2 separate regions of the Mus musculus genome follow, and region 2 is linked to region 1. The links are chromatin contacts, called in public Hi-C maps. All regions are on one chromosome and are shown on one strand. The core of a region is the stretch at or near the end of the contact, and the rest is flanking DNA. Distances in the headings are between cores, read along the strand shown.

Region 1 (2,879 bases), core at 205-2,704:
AAGGAAGGCAACACCATTAAGCACAAAGAAGGCAAGTTAAAGCCATGGCCCAGGATGGGGCTGCAGCTCGGTGGAAGAACACTTGCCTCACATGCGCAAGGCCCTGGGTTCAATTCTCAGAGGCATGAGATACTTTTGTGCACCTATCAGATGGCTAAAATAAAACAAAATAAAAACAGCAACAACAGAAAATTCTGGCAAAGATGCAAAGAAATGGAGTAGCCACACTGCTGGTGGAAATGGATGAAGGTATAGACACTCTGGGTGGTCGTTGCTTTCTTTTAAAATTACAAAATCTAGCCATTCCCATTAGACAGATGAAGTCTTACATTCATACCACTCCTTAAACAGTTGCTTACAACAGCCTTAGAGACAATAGCTAAAAATAAGAAACAACCACCCTTAAACCAATGAAAAACTTGCTAATAAAGAGAAATTAACTACGGACACACTCAATGGCCTAGATGAACCTTGGTGGAGGTTTCTGAGCAGAAAAAATTCCAACGGCCTAAACATGGAATATCTTGTTTATATAACATTCTTTAAAAGAAAATGTTACAAAGGTTGGAAGCAGATCAGTGATGCCAAATATCAGGGTGGAAGGGTGAGGGAGAGAGGAAGGTGTTGGTAGAAGGACATAAGGAGGGAAACACATAGTAACAGAAATGCTCTGTATCTTGTATCTCGACTACCTTGATGACAGCTCTTGGCTGGGATGATGTACTATGGGTTTGTACAATGTTCCCATAGACTCTATGGCATAGAAGAAACTGGATACAAGGTATGTATGGTCTTACAACCACCTACAAATCTAAAAATAGCTAAAGAAAAAAGGTTGTGTGTTTTTTATTAAAATGTAATTTATTTCAGAAATCACTTAAGTTGAATGAATGGGAAGCGAAGGGAAACAGGCCAGCACAAGCCACAGGTGGTTTTCACGGTCACCGTATGAGTGTGGGAACTGAACACATCTGCAGCCAGAGCCAGACAAGCTCCGAAATACAGGGCCATCTCTTCACAACTAAAGCTCTGAAAATGGAAAGGAGATAATTTTCTGCTGCACATCTTTACAACAAACTTTTTTTAAAATTTTTTTCCACATTATTAGCACTATTTTAGTTTTTTGTTTTTTTGTTGTTTTTTTTGGGGGGGGGCTAAACTTAAAATAAAACAAAACCAGCAACATCCAACTTCCTGTTTCATCAGGAGTCAAGTGCTTTCTCAGCTAGACCTCTCGCATCCAACTACAGGGACATGAAAGCTCTGAATGACCCCTGCTTCTTTTCTGCACCTCCGCCTGCACCTCCACCTCCATCCTCGGCTCCTTTTGTGGCCACTAAGGCTAAGGACACATTAGGAAATAGGAAGGCAGGACAATGGCAGGGCAGGGGGCAAGTAGGCCAGAGTGCCAGAACACAGCCCTGTGGCTCTGATCACCGGCCTGTGCTTCAGCTCTGAAACGTTTGCCTTTCATTTTCACAGGCTGCATGGAGACATTTACACTGCACACACTGAAGAGAATGCCAGGGGCTGCAAAGGGACAGGCAGCTGCACATAACAAAATTAGCACCACTGTTTCCCTCGAAACAGAAAATCATACAAAAAGGGAACAGGAGAAAAAAATCCCTGGCGAGCACTTGGGCTTCATGGGGGCTTTTTGTGAAGAATGATGCCTGACACACTCAATGGCCTAGATGAAGGTCTGGGGTCTGGGCCGTGCTAGCCAAGGACTGTGACTTCCACTGCCACGCAGAGCTTTCACAACTGCGATTATAGAACATGCATTGAGGTGCAGTATAAAATATTAAAAGTTTGGCTTCTTAAAAAATTATTGGCTTTTTAGTTGAGTAAAAATAACTTACTGACTGTTATTGTATAAAGACTCTTGTTAGAATGTGAAGTTGCTTTGATTTTCTGCACAGCATGGCATAATTGGAGGCCGGATTACAAATGTCCTTGTGGTGAGTTCTCCACACAAAGATTTGAAGATGATCTAGCAGCAGACTCCAGAGGCCTTGAGCCTGCTATTAAAAGCTGTTTAAGTGTAAACATGCATCTCATTGGAGAGGTCTCTGTTCTACCTGGTTAGCAGGAAATGTGCGAACAATTAACTGTACTAACGACGGCAGCGACAACGGTGTTAGATCCTCTGCAGCTAGAAAAGTTAGGAGTCTCCAAACTGTGACTTCTGTGTGATAAGCAAACAGCCTGCCTCCAAGTATGCATAGCCTTCTCTGTCACAGGTTCTAGGCGACCACACAGGAACAACTCTGACCGAATCAAATTGTCCCAGATAGAAACCAGGAGGCCCCTCAATGATTAAACAGTTTTAATGCAATGAAATTCACTAGTAAGTAGACTTGTTGACTGACTCTTAGGAATAAATTCCAACATAAGTCCCTAAGGAGGAAGAAAATGATAGTTTACCTCACAAAATATAAATTGTAATTTAGCAATGAAATACATGTTTTTAAAACTTCATATAAATGCTCTCTCTCCTCTCTCTCTCTCTCCCTCTCTCTCTCTCTCTCTCTCACACACACACACACACACATACACACATACACGATTTTTAAAAATGATTTCCTCAGACACAGGTACTTAAATTTGGGTGGAGACATATACAAGCTTAAGAAAAATTCAAGCTGTAACACTCATCTGAAATGTTTTCTTTTTATCCAAGAGTATTTAACACGCAAACTTAACATGCAAGCACATGATGCCCTAGGGTCCCCCATCACTGTCACCACCCTGCCTGCATCTGTGTTCACATCGTGGAGATCATCTCCTGCATGGGGTGTTCAGCCTCCATTTCCAGCAAAATCCAGTCTTTCCTGGAATTCCTGTTCTCTGCTCCCCACAGTCTCCCTTCAGCCTTT
Region 2 (3,180 bases), core at 397-2,896, 110 kb after region 1:
AGCACTTAAGCTCAGGGCTTGGGGTGAGGGGCGGGGGGGGGGGGGTGAGAGGGGAAGCGGGGCGGGGGGGCAGGTTTCTGGGGAAGAGGTTGAACTGAGCACAGTCAGCATTAAGCATCTACTCTCTACCCAGGGTCTTTCTCACAAGTCTCTCTCTCTCTCTTTTTAATGGTATTGTGATCTATTAGCAAGACGATAGATAGATGATAGACAGACAGACAGACAGACAGACAGACAGACAGAAGATAGATGGGGGCACCCTGAGGGTTAAATCTAGGCAGGCTCCCCCCCACACACACACACACATCTGTGCTTAGAAGCCTCCTCCAGGTTCTTGCAGGAAAGGAAAGGGATCAGGTGAGACCCTTCTGGGTCCAACTCAAATTTTCTTCTCCACAAAGAGCAGTTTTTGGCGGTGAGCGCAGGGTCCTCTGGTTGAAGAACTAAATCTGTGAGCATGGTCAGTGTTTTCAACCTCTGACTTTACAAAGGACAGACTGCATTCCTGGGGAAAACCATATTAGACTCCTGACGCGCCACACAGCAGTAGTGAAGGAACACAAGCAAGGGGTTGTAAAAACCAGGTTCTGAAAGAAATGCTGTGTGGCATTATTGCATTGTTGGCTTTTCCCTAAGTCCCCGACTCCTTCCAGCCACTGCTAACCTCCAAATCTCTGTGACTTGTTGCTAAATCTTTGCCTCACGCCCCCCACCCCCAGAAATAACCAACACGCTGAGATTTGGGGGTCAAAAGACAAGGAAGGGAGCTAGAGCCTCAAAGCACAGAGGGCTGGGCGCCTTCAATAGGCCACTCTGCATGGGCTGCGCGTTCCGTCTGACTCACAAACGCTCAGGAGAAATTATGACATAAACCTTTATCCTTCCAACCAGGGAGATAAAGGCTGGCTGGCGGGCCTGGCGGGGCCGGGGGAGCCTCAGCCCGCACCCCTCGACGGGGCGGCCCGGGCAGGCGTCTCCCGCCCTACACGCCTAGCTCAGGATGCCCGCCCAAGGTGCTGCCTATCCGCTGGCTGAAGAAGCCGAGACCCGGGGTCCCCCGCCCGAGAAGGCGCAGAGCAGGAGTTGCAGGTGCGGGACGCGACTCACCCCGCAGGGGCGCGCGGCGCGTGGTACCAGTGCCCGGCTGAGCTCGGGCTGGGATGCCGCGCGCCGGGCGGTGCGGCTGCGGGGCGGACAAAGCGCCGCGCCGGGGTTAGAGCTGGAGCGACCCCGGGCGGCGGACCCCGCCAACTTGGCCGAGTCTGGGGAGCCGGATCCCGCGAGCCGGCGGGCGGGCGGGCGGGCGGCGCGGCGCTGACCTGGATGGTGCAGGTGTACTCGCTGTCGTCCAGCAGCCGCACGGTGCAGCTGTACTCGCGCTCCAGACTCCTGCTGCTGCCGCTCATCAACCTGCTCAGCATCTTCCCGCCCGCTCGCCCGTCCTCGGGAGCGACGCGGCGGCGCTGCGGACTCCGGACCCGTCGCCCCTCAGCGCGGCAGCTCCGCGCCGGCCCTTAGCACCTGCACCATCACCCTGACCGGATCGCCACCGCTGCTTCCTCCCGCCCCACTCTTCTTCCTTCTACAGAGCCACCACCGCCTCCCCCAAACCCCAAGCAAGCTGGGTTCTCTCCCGGGCGCCCCACTGCCCGTGCCCAGCTCATGGGGCGGGGCCTAGGTAGGGGGCCAATGGAGGTCAGCGCGGCGGAACCGATTAGCAGGAGGAAGATCCAATCAGAATAAGGAATGGGGATGATGAGCGGGCGGAGGAAGCAATCATCGCAAAACAGCAGTAGTGAGCCCAGTCGGGCCAGCCCCCTAGCGCCCCAAGCCCTGGCTCGCTCCCTTCGCGGGCGGTGGTTGGTATGGATGCTGTTTGTCCTGGACCGGGCCATGTGTGGACACTTCACGAGATCGGTGTCTACAACCTGGAATAACATTTGAGCTGTTTCAGGAGTCAAGACTTGCACCCTGCAACACCCGGTTCTTGCTCTCTTGGAAGCCAAAGCGAGGAGGCGGCACCTGCAGAAAACAGTCACCCACATTCCCGACCTGGCGGCTCTCCCCACCTGTGCGCTGCCCTAAGTCAGCTCCATGGGCCCCTGTGCCTCGAGCACCCTTATTTTAGTGAACATCTGTTTTACAATAGCTATTTACTCTGGTGCAACCACAGAAGCTTGTAAGCGCCCGCGTTTAGCGCTTAGAAAACCCTACGCTCTAACCCTTCTTTTATTTTCAGAAGACAAAAGAAGGCTGAGGTGTGCTCCTTAGCTGGGCAGGGAACAGGAACTGGTGGACCTTTCCTTGTACTTTTAGAAAGAATTATTACATCTTCAGACGTCTGCAACAAAGCACAATGGTCAGGAGCTGTATTGCACAAAGAACCGGGGGGGGGGGGGAAATGCCTCCTTTCCTTTGTGTCCTCCCCATCGGCAGACTTAAAAGTTCCTTTCCACAACTTCGCTAAGAGACAGCCACCTTCAAAGATTTTATTATTAATAATACCAATGTGTGCCTGTGCATGGAATATGAACACTTAGGTACCACGTACGAGTGTGAAGGTCAGAGGACAACTTTGTGGAATCAGTTCCATCCTCCCACCTTTATGTGGTTTCAGTGATTAAACGGATGGCCAGACTTGCCTGACAAGCTATCCCACTGGCTCTCTCTACCTTCAAAGATTTCACTGAAAGGAAATGTTAAATAGGAGTTAGGTTGGAATAGGGGTGTAACCCAGTGGTAGAGCTCTTTCCTAGCAGGTGACAAGATCCAACATTGAAACAATGTCAATCCAAAACATTAGTACTGTGAGAAATATATTCGTTTAAAATAATGAATTATTAATTTCTCATTACATGTATGCTCTTACTATATCAGCATAACACATAACTATTAAAACCCCCTATAGTAGACTAGAAAGAATTCTAACCGTTTTGGGGGGGGCCAGGGGGGCTCAAGACAGGAGCTCACTGTGTAGCTCTGGCTGTACTCAAACTCACTATGTAGAGCAGGCTGGCCTCCAACTCACAGTGATCCACTTGCCTCTGCCACCATCCCACCCCCACTGAGTGCTGGGGTTAAAGTCATGCACCTCTATGCCTGAATCCTATTTTAATTTTAAAATGATTTTGTCTACATGTTTGCCTGAATCAAATCCAAGACTTTGCATTTGCTAAGGAT

What was found. Hi-C and Micro-C count contacts between places; a contact is called where the count stands out from the background.
Region 2: a contact with region 1 is called in a Hi-C map of olfactory sensory neurons, with 2.1 times the contacts expected there. The contact joins the promoter of Frmd5 here to the enhancer-like site in region 1. A contact is called at or near these places in 5 of 39 promoter capture datasets (the HPC-7 cell line, cranial neural crest, hippocampal neurons and 2 more), 7 of 484 Hi-C or Micro-C datasets (the HL-1 cell line, cerebral cortex, conventional dendritic cells and 4 more), 11 of 115 datasets of contacts at active chromatin or transcription factors (SST interneurons, bone marrow-derived macrophages, embryonic forebrain and 5 more) and 2 of 9 other capture datasets (adipose tissue and pancreatic islet).

What each region holds. Positions count from the first base shown.
Region 1 is chr2:121,698,052-121,700,930 of GRCm38.p6, forward strand. All of the region lies in intron 1 of Frmd5 (FERM domain containing 5), which reads right to left. It also overlaps the pseudogene Gm14021. Among named protein-coding and RNA genes, the nearest start is that of Frmd5, 110 kb to the right of the region's middle. Within about 2 kb of position 1,455, at least 19 of the 459 cell types and tissues checked have an H3K27ac peak or open chromatin away from gene starts, as enhancers often do. A contact at or near this core is called in SST interneurons, cerebral cortex, hippocampal neurons and 1 more, where this site is marked.
Region 2 is chr2:121,805,411-121,808,590 of GRCm38.p6, forward strand. It overlaps Frmd5 (FERM domain containing 5), which reads right to left and starts at 1,647. Exons shown (of 14, transcript NM_001360084.1): 1 at 1,320-1,647. The coding sequence starts at 1,421.